Linked DNA regions of Pan troglodytes: region 1 is linked to region 2. Evidence: chromatin contacts called from public Hi-C data. All regions are on one chromosome and are shown on one strand. Each heading gives the region's core, a stretch centred on a gene start, on an enhancer-like site or on the middle of the called end of the contact. The rest is flanking DNA. Distances are from core to core; before and after follow the strand shown.

What was found. Hi-C and Micro-C count contacts between places; a contact is called where the count stands out from the background.
Region 1: a Hi-C map of induced pluripotent stem cells shows a contact between it and region 2, with 2.0 times the contacts expected there. The contact joins two enhancer-like sites. A contact is called at or near these places in 3 of 7 Hi-C or Micro-C datasets (induced pluripotent stem cells and stem cell-derived neural progenitor cells) and 1 of 1 datasets of contacts at active chromatin or transcription factors (stem cell-derived excitatory neurons).

The regions. Positions count from the first base shown.
Region 1 is chr6:31,989,502-31,997,250 of NHGRI_mPanTro3-v2.0_pri, reverse strand. NFE2L3 (NFE2 like bZIP transcription factor 3) reads right to left here. Exons shown (of 4, transcript XM_519002.9): 3 at 6,484-6,567; 4 at 3,984-5,736. The coding sequence ends at 4,492. HNRNPA2B1 (heterogeneous nuclear ribonucleoprotein A2/B1) reads left to right here. Exons shown (of 13, transcript XR_008548942.2): 13 at 1-297. Among named protein-coding and RNA genes, the nearest start is that of HNRNPA2B1, 15 kb to the left of the region's middle. Within about 2 kb of position 2,785, at least 1 of the 24 cell types and tissues checked has an H3K27ac peak or open chromatin away from gene starts, as enhancers often do. A contact at or near this core is called in induced pluripotent stem cells, where this site is marked.
Region 2 is chr6:31,706,743-31,713,787 of NHGRI_mPanTro3-v2.0_pri, reverse strand. No RefSeq gene overlaps it. Among named protein-coding and RNA genes, the nearest start is that of MIR148A, 44 kb to the left of the region's middle. Within about 2 kb of position 3,642, at least 1 of the 24 cell types and tissues checked has an H3K27ac peak or open chromatin away from gene starts, as enhancers often do. A contact at or near this core is called in induced pluripotent stem cells, where this site is marked.

The sequences.
Region 1 (7,749 bases), core at 1,536-4,035, 280 kb before region 2:
GATAAATGTATCATGTTTTAAATTAGGTTTTGTGAGTAGACAGATTACAATTCTATTTTAAATATAAAGTTTATAAAATAAATACTTTTTGTATCCAAATACTTGGTGTAATGTTTACACATAAAATGTGTGAATCTTGTTCTATAAACATTTGGTTGTCTAAAAGATCACCATCCCCTAAATTTTTAAAAGCAGTTTCACAAAGCTATGCATATTTTAATATTAACAGATAAATGAGAAGAGCATTGTGGACGTTATTGGCTGTCCCCAATAAAATGCTGTTCATTATGCACTGTATATTCAGCGTTTGAGTACTCCTAAAGTTTCTGGCTTTACCTTTTATGTTTAGCAATACTGGTGGCATTTTGAAAATCATGGATTTTAAAGGTTAACCGGCTGGAGTGGTCCAGATTAAGTGGCTTTGCAGAAGCACTGAGGTTTACAATATGTACTAGATTGTCAAATGTCAATTAGTTTTATTGTGGTTTACACTGAGTAAATGAATATCAGTGTTGTTTTTTAAATGTGTTTATTTGGACATTTATCTGAATTAAGAAAACCAAAAAAAAGGACCAGGTTAATTTGTTTCTATGATAATTTGTTTTGGTTTTGATAATGTGAGGTATCTAACAGGTAAGTCAAATTTAACAGCAGGTAACACATAGCAGCTTTCTGTTTGAAATAGCTGAGTTCGTCAATTATAGACGTACAAATATCCCAACTTTAAGAAAATTTTGAAGGTTTAAAAATGTGTGGATGTACAAAGACGTTGAACTTTGAAATACATCAGGTTGATATGCATAACCTCAAAATACCAACTCCTATCCAGCAAGGTCAAGGGAATATCACAAATAGGGGAGAATTAGGTAATTGCACAATAGACTGAAATGAACTGATTGAAGGAGGGTTTACTGAAGCATGGGGTAATGTTGGATATTCAACATAGGCTTATTTCCTGTGTGTATATGTTGTGTTGAGCTGTTTCTCTTGTAGAAATTGAAGTTTAAGGTAGTTCTTGTGTATCTTTGAGACAGTGCCCTAAATGAAGAAAGGCTGCTTTTTGGCCAAGGCTTTATATTGTTGCCGTGTAACAACTTGCCTCAATACTTAGAGCAGTTCAGAGAAACAAACCAGCATCTATGGGTCAGCAATTGGGAGCAACTTAACTGATTCTGGGTAAAGCTCAAGGTTCCAATCACAGAAAACTAGGATTGGAGAATTTTTTTTAAATATCCAGAGTGGCATACTAACAGCTGTAAAGTTAATCCTGGTTGTCATCTTCCCTCGAGTGATTTGAGCAAGAAAAGCTGTAAAATGAACACACTCTACGAAGTAGTCGTGCTATCTTGCATCCTTTATGGTCACAGAATGTGGTGGGAGGGTTCTTTTCCCTGGTACAATTACCAAGCAGGCAGGGAGCATTGGGAACTGTCTTAGATGCCAGCTGTCACACTCAAGGGGGTGCCCTTACTCAGTTTATTCACTAGTGTGAAATCAGATTTCTGTATGTGTAAGCTTTTCCATGTAGCCCAATTTGGTAGATGCCAAATTGCTTGACCTAATAAATACTAGTTAGGTATTGGGAGCTAACAATGTAAGGCAACAAGTCTCAGTTTGTCACTGATGGTTGAAAAGTGCAAAAGTAGAAAACATCTATCAGGACACCTGGACTGCATGTTACTTAAATTCGCTCTCTTTAAGGTTTGGAACTAATATACTGAGACGTTGACAGGCCCTACATAATTTTTGACATTTCCACTATTTAGTAATGTACTAACACTGGCTTGTTTTGGGGTAGTGGAGGGGAATTGGTAACAAATCAGTTGAGTTGCATGGACTTAACAGAGAACAAATCGTTCAAAGACTGAGATGGGGAATGATTTAGCTACTTGAGTGCGTTTAAAAGACGTTAATATTACCATACAAAACTCTGTATACTGGTTCTGAAGCTCTGCTGAACCGAAGCCTGCCTTGAGACCAGGGGACCACTAGAAATCTAGGTCTTTTTTTGCTTGGAGTTTCCATGCAATTGGCCTAAAATCTGATCACACTTGTGAAGATGCTCAAGTGAGAGTTTTAATTGGAAAAGGAGATGTCCAACCCACTTGGGTTGTCTTTGTTCTTGTCTTCCTCATTCTGATTAAGACGTTAGATGATGCAATCAAGACTGCTCAACTAGGTAGGTAATGTGGAGGGTCCTAGGCAATGGTCAGCTTTCGGGCATTGGCTTTGTAATCTAGTTGGTTTGCACTGGAAACCGAATGTGGAATTCCCTTCTGCCTCTAAAACTGGACTGTCAGAAAAGCAGTTCCAGTTTATATACCTTGAATCCAGCATGTTAAGATGGAGGCAGGGTTATGTCAGGAAGCCAGCCCATAGCCAATTAGAGCTTGTGACGCTGGCTGCTTAATGCGCGGATTAAAAGTCCCTTGATGGGAGAGGGGCCCATCAGTTTCAGGAACCTCCACAATACCAAAATGTGGATGTTCTAGCCCCGTTGTATGAAACGTGTATTTGCACATGACCTAAGCACATCTCATACACTTGAGTTGTCTAGGTTACCCAATATTTAATCCAAGGTAGAAGCTAGGTAAATGGTATGCTCCATTATGTATGGGGAATAAAGTTCAGTACAGACACTACCATCTTTAACTCAGTTTGCAGTTAACTAGATCCGTGTGTGCTATATTTAACGGTTTTTAGAGTTTAAACTTCAGGCCAGGCATGGCGGTGCATAATCTGAGCAGCTCGGGAGGCTGAGGCAGTCCAGGAGTTTGAGGCTGGATCTTTTATTGGGGCCACTGCACTTCAGCCTGGGTAACGAGTCACCATGATTACCGATTCTGCTCTCCACTGTCTTTCCCTTTATTTTTAGAGGTTTGAAAAGAATGCTATCTGATAAGCAGGCACTCTTTTGAGTGTACTTACTAGGATTTCCTACTGAAATGTTTTATGTGTGTTCTTAAATTATAATTACCAAAGCTTAAGACATTTGAAATACTCCCTTGTAAAAAGCAACAGACTAAAATGATCATTTGAACACCATGAGTCACTGAAGGGGCAATAATTTTACCTAGAAGCATACTAGAAGCATTTCTGGCAAAATAACAGGTCTTGGGAAACTTTATTATAAAAATCCAACGGTATATATAAACTGCATTTCTCTAGCCCAAGATATTTATGTGATACTCTACACTGTAGCTCCTATGGCAGAAATAATATCAGAGAGAAACTTCATTTTGAAAATTTGGACATGTTAAGCATTATAGTACCCGTCAAAATCTTGATGTTCCCCAAACTTGAGTCATCTAGGTGAGGTCATTGCTGTCTTTAGAAAATTCAGCAATCTCCTGTTTACTGTTCTAGTGAGCTTAAGTGAGGTTTTCATTTCAAATGCTATTATTTCTAGAATTTACCTTACCCTGGTTTATTTTCAAATTCACCTGTTTTTTTCCCCCTAATCGCTTTTGCTCATTTTAAACAGATAGTTTCACTGTTGCTGACTCTTTCCCTACTGGTTTCACTGTTGCTGACTCTTTCCCTACTGTTTATATGGCTTACAATGTTCTGGTGAGATCTCAGTATTCTAAGATGGTGAGGCCATCCCTTCAGGCTGGCTTTACTGCCAGAGATTTTATGGATTTAATATACACACAAGGAGTTACGGTTTTGCAAGTAGCCCAAGTAGCCCATTCTGTCTCTGGTTACATGAAGAAGGCCTGTGGCTTAAACTACCATTGACTGTAGGTCTTCAATGCATTCTACATCACATAGTATTCTGTGTGTTAAGTAAAGTATTGGGGTAGGGGGGTGGATTTGCCTTACTATGAATTTGGCATACTATGTTGACCTCAATTTGGCTTGAGTCTGAGCAGTTTGCTATGCTGCCTTATTTGTTATTCACCTATATTCCTGAATGTGGATATTTTGGAAGGAAAGTAAGGTAAATTTGGTTCAGATTCTGTATAAAAGGGAAAAGTTAATTTTTAATACAAATACAAAATTTATTTCCATAGAAAGCAAAACTTATAAGTTAAATATAAAGATTAAAATAGTGTTTGAAAAGCTCACTATAGTGCTAAGAAACTAAATGAAAATAAGGCTATTTTGCATTTAAAACTGAAATACCTCTTAAAATTGATCCCCAGTGTTTGCTCTTTTTGAAGTAACCAACTTACTCTTAAAAAGGATGGCTGCCAAGATGGAAAGTCTTACTGGGTTTTCATGTTTAACCTATTCTTTGGACATAACTATGAATTTTGTATACAATGCACTTCATGAAAAGTTGTGGCTCCCCCAGATTGCCCACAAGTGTGATCTTGAAGTCCTAAACATTTGTCCATGTAAGCTTCAAAATAGAGCGTTAACTGAGTTATTCAAGTAGCAGTACTTAAAGATACAATTCTTGAAGCAGTTTCAATGCTTCTGATCCAAATAATCAGTTTCTGAACATTACTACTTCACATAATAGAGTCCATCTTCAGTTTCTTCTCACTTTCTCTTTCGGGCTTCCTTTTTGTGGCCTGAAGCCACCAGTTCTTTGGGTACTATCAAGATACTTCCATCATGGGTACACTGGAGAGCATAGTGGTTGGGATTGACTGGCCTACCTTGGTCATCTCTTAATCTACTAAAAATATCATGATAAAGGTCATGCAGTTTCTGTTTCATTATGTTAATAGCTTTGTTACATTGTGCTTGCTCTCTCTTAAGAGTTTCCTTCTTTGCTTGCAAGTTACATACATCATCTTCTAAATTCAAAATTATGTCCAATTTGCGTTTACGACAGTTCTGCGCAGCAACTTTATTTTTCCCTCTTCGTCTGATGTCACGGATAAGTGAGACTTGTAGGTCTGTCAGATAATATCTACTTAACATGCTATTGAAAGAATCAACAGGCATGCCGACAATTTCATCTACAGAAAAAGGGATATGCAAAGCTTTAGCACGCTGTTCATCACGGCTCAAGTTTCTGTCTGTGTCTTCAGGGTATCTACTCCTTATCTTCTGTGACTTCCCAGGCCAAGGAAAAGGTTCAGAAGTAGATTCTGGTGCACTTGGCTGTAAGTGGTAAGTGTGGTTATGAAATACGTGTTGAAATGTAAGATCTCCATGGAAATCAGAATCACTTTGATCCAAGTGACAAAGCTTACTGGGTTCTGGGTGGTAGCCGCCTACAGCACCTTCTAAGTCATGATGGGAACTAGATTCATGGTCAGTACAATAACCTATAGCACCATCATCACACACAGAGTGAGAGGAATTAGACTTGATGACAGAGGTACTATTGTGACTTGAATCTAAAGAAAGGCCAGAATCAGAATCTGGTTCATCAAAAAGCTGAGAAACATCGATTGGATCAAAGTTGTCTTCTGTGGCCAATGACATTAAGTTTATCTCATCAAATATATTTATGTCAAGGTCATACAGTAGGTCTTGGCTTGTTAGATTCCTCATATGATTGTCAACCGGTGAAAGAAATCCTGTCAAATTAGTTCCAGGAAGGGTTTGCTCAGGATTGGTGGTATGAGAATTTAACTGCAGAAATGGTTCTTGTGACTGTGAAGTCCTTGCTGTTGGATCTCTTCTAAATGTATTGTTGGGACAAAGCAAGATGGCCTCATGAAGATTCACATCCTGACTTATAGCCTGGCTGAAGTTTACATGATAATGTGCTGAAGAATTCATGCCATCACTGATACTGCCTGGAAGAGGAATATCTCCCAATGAGATGCCCTGAAAAACGAAGGAGAAACACTTTAAACATGAATAGCCCTATTTCTGAAGCAGTTCTATTACCTAACAACTTTTCTTTCCCCTCTTTTGTCAATTCCTCTACATTTAATAGAGAGAGATGCTGTTGGCAGTAACTTCCCAGTTAAAATACAGGCAATACAATACGAGATGTGAGTCCAAATCAGAATACCTGGAATTCTGAGTAACCTAGAAATTAAGATGGATTAGTATAAAAGCTGAACTGGATTTTCTTAAAAAGTCTAATGTTACAATCTTGTAATTTGCTACTTTATAATAAGATGCAACTCATCCTAGCGGTTGGTAATCACATTGTGGAGGGTCAGGGATAAACTACAGTGAAGTAGTCTGGAGGAGAGAGGCCGTTTAAATGCCTCTAAGCGCTAAAACTACAAGGCTATTGTGAATATTGCTGCAATAAGCATGGGGGTGCAGGTGTCCCTTTGATACACTGATTTCCTTTCCTTTGGATAAATACCTGATAATTCTTTTAGTTTTTTGAGAAATCTCCACGCTGTTTTCCATGACCAGTCTAAATTTGATTATACCTTTGGGATTATTTGGAAAGAGGAATGCTATACATATTTGGTTAATTCTAAGCTGAAGTGCTTCTGTAAAAATAAGCATTACTTTAAACTGCTGTGTCATCCAAGTAAAGGAGTTGTATTTATTCACCAAAAGGTCAGTGCAGATATGTTCTGCAAGGATAAAAGCCAAAGTTCCAATTACCTCCAGTAAATTTTCAGGCTGTGATGAAAGCAACTGGAATAAGTCTTCCAGAGAGAAAGAAGTATCTGTCCCATTCAGATGTCTCTGTAGAGAAACACAAAAGGTGCATCCTTCACATAAAAGACTGAACTGGTTGGGGCTTTAGGCTTTATCTTTAAAGGATCACCAGGTCTTATTTCCACACTGGATTTTTATGCTATTATGTTCCTCGGTTGGAAGTTCTACTTTTTATTATATTTTGAGACGGATCTCACTCTGGCCCAGAATGGAGTGCAGTGGTGCAGTCTCGGCTCACTACAACCTCTGCCTCCCAGGTTCAAAGGATTCTCCTGCCTTAGCCTCCGGAGTAGCTGGGATTACAGCTGTGCACCACCACGTCTGGCTAATTTTTGTATTCTTAGTAGAGACAGGGTTTCACCATGTTGGCCAAGTTGGTCTCGAACTTTTGACCGCAAGTGATCCACCCACCTAGGCCTCCCAAAGTGCTGGGATTACAGATGTGAGCCACTGCAGCTGACCTATTTCTCTTCTTATGGTACTCAGTATTTCAACATGCATACTTAAAAGTCCAAAGCTAATCAGTATTTCTATTCCTACCATAAACAACTTCCATGTAATTTTTGGCTAATTGTTAGTTTCAGCTTATTTTGCCCCTCCATAGCCAGCCCTCCCAGTTGGTTACACAATTATATAATTTTGGCCAGGTGTGGTGGCTCACGCTTGTAATCCCAGCACTTTGGGAGGCCAAAGCAGGCAGATCGCCTGAGCCCAGGAGTTGGAGACCAGCTTGGGCAACATAACAAGACCGTTTCTACAAATTAAATTAGCTGGGTGTGGTGGTGTGCACCTGTGGTCCCAGCTACTCCGGGATGGTGATGAGGCAGGAGGACTGCCTGAGTCCAGGAGGTTGAGGCTGCAGTGAGTCGTGACAGCGCTGCCACACTCCAGCCTAACAGAATGAGATCTCGTCTCAAAAAATAATTTTTACAGTCAATACTTATTTACATTTACTCCAATTTGTTTTTTTAAAACCAATTTATCGATGCTTCATCTCACTCCTGGCCTTTATGCTTTAGCCTCTTTCTAGTTGAAAGAACTCTTCAGAGTTCTTTTTAGAGAGGACCTGTAATTCCATTTTTGTTACATGGAATTATTTTGAGACAGTCTTGCCCTGTCGCCCAGGCTGGAGAGCACTGGTGAGATCTCAGCTCACTGCAATCTCCGCCTCCTGGGTTCAAGTGATTGATTCTTGTGTCTCAGCCTCCC
Region 2 (7,045 bases), core at 2,393-4,892:
TTTTGCTCTCATTTATACTGTTGGATTATAATTTTTATATTACTGTGAATGGAGAACATAGTCTGTATGATAATCAGTTCTTTGGAACTGGTTAAAATTTCCTTCTGATTTGGGAAAGGTTCATATTTTATAAATGTAAATTCCTCATGAGTGGAATTTTTTGGTACCTGATTCTATCTCTGTAAAACATACATATGATATTATATATTATATAACAAGCTACATATGTGTGTATATGTATAAAATCTATAGACTATCATTTTTATATGTATGCACACATTATATGTGTGTGTATATACATATATATATGAAATATATGTATACCCACAAATATTTATACGTGTGTGTGTATAGACTAAGTCTGTCAATAGTGTTATTCATATGATTGATTCTGGTTTTTTTTGTTTTGTTTTTTGTTTTTTTGTTTTTGAGATGGAGTCTTGCTCTTGTCACCCAGGCTGCAGTGCAGTGGTGTGATCTTGGCTCAGTGCAACCTCCACCTCCCAGGTTCAAGCGATTCTCCTGCCTCAGCTGCCTGAGTAGCTGGGATTACAGGCATGTGCCACCATGCCTGCCTAATTTTTGTACATTTAGTAGAAACGGGGTTTCGCCATGTTGGCCAGACTGGTCTGGATCTCCTGACCTCAGGTGATCCATCCACCTCGGCCTCCCAAAGTGCTGGGATTACAGGCGTGAGCCACCGTGCCTGGCCCATATCATTTACTCTTTACACAGCTTCTGGCTGCTTAATCACTCAGATTTTAAGAGAAGCATATTAGAATCTCCCAGTCCTACTGTAGTTTTGTCAATTTCTCCTGGTAACTCTATTTTCATTTTATATATTTCAAGTACATTTATTAAGTAAATGAAAGTAATTGTTGGTAGAATTTTTTTGTGATGGGTTGCTCCTATCAGTAATGTCTCTCCATTCCCATTTATTTTCACCTTGAATTATATTTTTATTAATATTAATATTCCACACTAGTTTTCTGTTGATTATTATTTGCCTAGGATTTCTTTTTTCGTTCTTTTTGTTTCAGCCTTTCTGGATCATTTTAGGAGTATCTTTCTTATAAATAGCACATGGCCAAATTTTGGTTTGAAATCAAATCTGAGAATCTTTGTGTTCTAATAGTTAACAAATACAGTTATTTAATCTATCCTTCATGTCTTTTAATTTTTGTTTTATATTTTTGATGTCTTCATCTCTCTGGGCTATACTCAAGGTAATTTCTTCAGATTCTCTCCTAATTCACTAAGTTTATCTTTAATATGATCTGACCTGCTATTTTAACTCATCTATTGAATTTATTCTTTCAATGACTATTCTTAAATGGTAGAATCTTTGTTTTTCAAATCTACCTGTTCTGATTTCATAATACCACGTTATTTTTATAATATAACTTTTTATCTCTGTAAACGCTTTAAAATACTTATTTAATTTTTTTAAAGTTACAGACATTGTTCTTTTAGCTTTAGTTCCTTAGGTATGAATTTTCCAGTTTGTTGAGGCTATAGAGTGTCTTTCTTGGCATTGCCTACCTCATATGTTTTAAAAATGCAGTCTTATCTTGCATAGGACTTAGCCTCTGTAGAACCTCCATGTGTGCTCTGTGCTGGGGAGCTCTCCCTGTGGTAAAGTTCCAGGCCTTAGGGGGCAGCCAATTTTTATACCAGCATATTGACTACATTTTCCTTTCATGTGATAGCTCAAAAGTAATTCCCATACACAAGATTGGGCTTGGCGTCTCAATCTTTGTCAGAAATCTCTCAACCTAAGGTATGTGGTATTAGTCTTAGTGCAAAATTTTCTTCTGGATTTTGCAATGTAAATAACATATCTTTGGCTAGTTCTAGTATGCAGTTTACTATCAGCTGCTATGGGATTAACCATTTTCTTTTATTAATTTGATGTTTTATGATGTAAATATCAATAAACAAATGATGATCTATTGGTTGACCTTGTCTGTATAGATCAGGATTTCTCAAGATCACCACCACTGGCATTTTGAGCTGTGTACTTTTTTTGGGGGTTGGGTAGGAGAGCTGTCCTGGACATTACAGAATGTTTAGCAGCATCCTTGGTTTTACTGACTAGATGGCAGTAGCAAAAACTCCCCAAGTTGTGATAATGAAAAATGACTCCAGACATTGCCAAATGTCTTGCGGGGAGCTGGTGGTGGGCAAAATTACCCCCAGTTCTGCTATATAGGGAAATGGCATATCTTCTTTTAAAATGAGTGAATAAGTGTGAGTTTCACTGAGTCAATAAGCACATTTATTTAGCCTTTAATGTGTATAAGACACCATTCTTTTGTGGAAGCAGTTTTATTTAGGCACAGAGAAAGAAAGTTGTAGTCTACTGCATTCTCATGAAGCCATTTGTGGCACATGACAACATTATAATATAGTGTAAGCATTTTAACAACCAAACATAACAGTGGGCTTCAATCTGTACAATAGAGACAATCACTCTGTCCTTTTAGAGCTCTTGGGAGAATGTATGCAAAAAGGTCAAACACTGCTGAAACACAGCTGGCACTCAATAAATTGCAGCTTTTACTATTATTATTATCCAATCAGAGCTCATGCATATAAACCAGGGCCCACCAACCAGCTTGACTTGTCTGCCTCTGGCTACATGACACATGTCACACCCACACATCTTCCTGAAATGTTTTTATCGGAACAACCTCAGAGTCCATGACCAAACAATCAAGCCAACAAATGAGTTAAAGAAAATCACATACAGCAAACCAGTGCTTGGCCAATAGTTAAAGTTCATGTTCCATGGTCTCTCCATGTGTCTGGGGAGCAGTGACCTCTGCATCTGTGTATGGCCCACACATGTTATTCATATCTTGGGTGGCACATAGATTCTACTGCTGGAGGAATGAATGATTGTTCGATTTCTTCAGCCCGGTTCATGATCTGTTTTAACATACCAGAGCTCCATCTGAGCAGGCCAACAGGAAGCCTGCTTTTGATTTAACAGTGCTCTGAACAAGCTCCGTCTATGGCTTTCCAAGAATTAATTACAGAGCTTAGTAAAGGCGCCTGCCACAGAGTCCCATGGATAGCTTTATGAGCAATAACAGCAGCCGCACTGATGCCAGCAGAATTAGAATTTTCTTGGAGAACTGCTTAGAAAGAGAGGACTGGCTTGTGGAAGTGTAGGACACATGGGTCTCCTATCTATACTTATGGGGGAATTTCAAGTCTGGAAGCAAGAAGAGATTGGTTCACTGTCAGACAATATCTGTATTTTTGAGTCTTACACACCTAGGCTTGTGTGATTTGGCTAAAAAAGGAGAAATCATTCTGATACTTAGCAACTGAAGCACTGTGGAGGGAAGGAAGCAACCAAGTGCCCGCTGAGGAAGGGTGCAAAGCTGAAGACCATGGGGATCTAATTGCGTGGCCGTGCAGCGCAGCATCCTTCACACTGCAGTGCCTGTGACTCGGGGGGATGAAGCAAATGCATACAGTAGCTGTCCCCAACTGCAGCAACAGAGCGAGTTCCTGAGAGCACATTTCATGTCTTGCCAGAAAGTTTCAATTGGTTGTGTGAGCAGGTTGCAGAGGTGGCCAGTGGGAGGCAAAAGAGAGAAGGGGACTCCCTGCTGAGCAAAGATGCGGGAGCCTTCCCCAAAACAGACAGCAGCTGCTTCTTGGCAGGGCAGGCTCACTGCCCACTTTGTGTGTGGATGGAGCTGCAATGGCTTTCCATAGCTACTCATTGAAAGAATAAAGTAATGAAAGACACAGCACTGGTAACCTCACAAATCAAACGTTTGTACAATTTTGAGATTATAGTAGCAGGAGGGCCTCTGCCTCCCAATTCCTGATGGTAAAGATGGTAGATTCCAAAAGGATAGCCATTTTTATGTAAATATCTGCCAGTGCAATTGAGCTTACATAAGGAATACCTGGGAGTCTCTTTCACCGAGGAGCCCTGTATCTCCCTCTGTCCTTACGTCCAGGGCTGCTGGAGGCTGGGCCAGCTCTGTGGGCATGAACTACTCTCCCAGGGGCGGGAATAAAGAGCGTGGCCTCTGGGTTTCTGCTGCACCTTCTGGTTTTGTCTGTGTGCATATTTTCATGCACATGAGAAATTCCATTCTTGCTTTTTACCCAAACATTTGTGAATTTTCTGTACAGAGGCCTGCGGCCTCTGGTCAAAAGCTATAACTGTGATAGAGAAAAATTAATTTAAAAATGGAAGTTTCTACCCTGATTTTTTTTCTTTCTGGGGTCCTTTAAAAATAAATGTGGTTGTCCCTCTGTATCCATGGTTCTGCATCTCTGAACTCAACCAAATCCACAATCTGTGGATTGAAAATATTCAGAAAAAAAATCCATAGAATTCCAAAAAGCAAAACGTGTATTTGGCCCACACCGAGTACTACCTTTAATCTATGTGAATGAAGTGAAATCTAGGTCTTGTATTAAGTAATATAAGTAATGTAGAGTTTATTTAAAGTGTACACGAGTGTGTGTGTAGGTGACATGCCAATACTACACCATTTATATCAGGGACTTGAGCATCCATGGATTTTGGTATCGTTGGGCATCCTGGAACTTCTACAGATTCTGAGGGATGACTGTAATTGTCAAACGATCTTTTGTTCTTAGTCATTTCACTTGTTTGGGAAAATGAAATTCTCCAATTGAATGAGCAGTTGGTTTTCACCAGCTTTTGCCAGACATCACAAGCCCCATTGTGGTTTTGTTCAGCCTCATGGCTTTCAGAGGGAGCTACCTCCCAAATTCACACCTGCAGTTCAGGCCCCCCTCCTAGCCTCCAGGCCCACGTCTCTACCTACTCAACCCCTCCACTTCAAGGGCTAATTAGACATCTCAAATTAAACCTGACCACACCCGAACTCCTGAATTCAGCACTGCAAATTAGCTGCACCCACATTCTCCCTGTCTCAGTAAATGGCAACTTCAGCCTTCCAGCTGCTTAGAATAAAACCTTGGCATCCTCCAGACCTTTTCTCTTTTGTCATGTTTCCCCCATCCAATCTGCCAGGAAAACCCATGGTATCCAGAATCCAGCCATTTCCCTACCCGCTTGCTCCCACACTGGTCTGGGCTAGTGTGGTCTCTTACCTGGAGGACTTCAGTCAGATGCTTTAATGTCTCCTAGTTGGTCTCTTGGCCTCTACTCTTGCCCCCTGAAGTATGTTCTCAACACAGCAACCTGAGGGCTCCTTTTAAAATCCAAGCCTTGTTATATCACTTCTCTGCCCACAAGCCTCCAGGCACTCTCCATTTCACACTGAGTAAAGCTGGAGTTCTTACAGTGGACTCCCAGGCCCTACGTGATCTGCACACCCTGCCCCAACTTCCCTGCTTCTCTTTCTGACTCGTTTCCTCCTGTTTTCCCTTTTGCTCACTCAGCTCAGCAACAGTGGCCTCCTTTCTGCTCCCACCTTAGGGCCGGGCACCAGCTGTCCACCCTGCTGAAAGGTTCTTCCATCTGAAAAAGTGCTCACAGATCCTCAGTGAGGCCTGCTCTGCCCATCCTATTTAAATTGACAACCTGTCCCTCTTCCCTTCTGAACTCCAAATCCCACTTACCCTTGGCTATTTCATTTTTCTCTAACCCACATTACCTTTTAACATAATATATAATTTACTATCTCATTATGGTTATTGTTTACTGCCTGCCTCCATCAGTTAAGAACGTAATCTCCATGAGGGTAGAAATTTTTGTCGATTTTGTTCAGGGATGCATCCCATGTGCCCAGAAGCTTCCTTGTACATAGTTGTTGTGCAACAAGAATTTGCAATGAATAAAACACTTTCCTTCAGCATAACTAAAAGGGTTTTGGGTATTACAGAAATGGATAAAATATTTGAATATAGAAAGGATATTATTGAAAAAATCATTTCGAATCACCTTCACTTTTTCTTTTTTTGCCTCTTGATGGGTGGCATATGATAGAAGAGTCAATTTCTTTCTTTTTTTTTTTTTTGAGATGGAGTTTCGCTCTTGTCACCCAGGCTAGAGTGTAATGGTGTGAACTCGGCTCATGGCAACCTCAGCTTCCCGGGTTCAAGTGATTCTCCTGCCTCAGCTTCCAGAGAAGCTGGGATTACAGGTGCCTCTCACCATGCCCGGCTAATTTTTTGTATTTTTAGTAGAGACAGGTTTTCACCATGTTGGCCAGGCTGGTCTGGAACTCCTGACCTCAGGTGATCCACCTGCCTCGGCCTCTCAAAGTGCTGGGATTACAGGCGTGAGCCACCGCGCCTGGCCAAGAGTCAGTGTCATTAAACCATTAGATTCGTTTGTCTGGAAACTCCTCAATGCAGGAAGAGACCAATCAGAAAATTTGGACACTATATGCTGACCCTTGACACAGAGCCCTGCCCAAGGTAGATGCTCTGAAATGTTAGTTAAATGAACAATGAAGAAATTTAAGGGTTGGTCTTACCATTCATACGCACTGCTATCTAGGCCACTAAAACAATTGGAATTATTTACGTATTTTTTAATAAGATATAAATTCACTCATAGAAGTTATTTTTAAAAATTAGGGGCCGGGCGCGGTGGCTCACGCCTGTAATCCCAGCACTTTGGGAGGCCGAGGTGGGCGGATCACGAGGTCAGGAGATCGAGACCATCCTGGCTAACACGGTGAAACCCCGTCTCTACTAAAAATACAAAAAATTAGCCGGGCGTGGTGGCGGGCGCCTGTGGTCCCAGCTACTCGGGAGGCTGAGGCAGGAGAATGGCGTGAACCCGGGAGGCGGAGCTTGCAGTGAGCCGAGATCGCGCCACTGCACTCCAGCCTGGGCGACAGAGCGAGACTCCGTCTCAAAAAAAAAAAAAAAAAAAAAAAAAAAAAAAAAAAAAAATTAGGGGTGGAGGTAGGTGGGAGGTCTGTGGTGGAAAGAGTATATATGGGAGTTGGAAATCTTGGACACTGATTCTGGACCCACCATACTGTGTAGAATCTGTATTTTTTTTTTTTCCTCTAAAAACCATAGAAGTAGCTGGAAAATCTGCAATTGTTTCCAGCTCTAAACATTC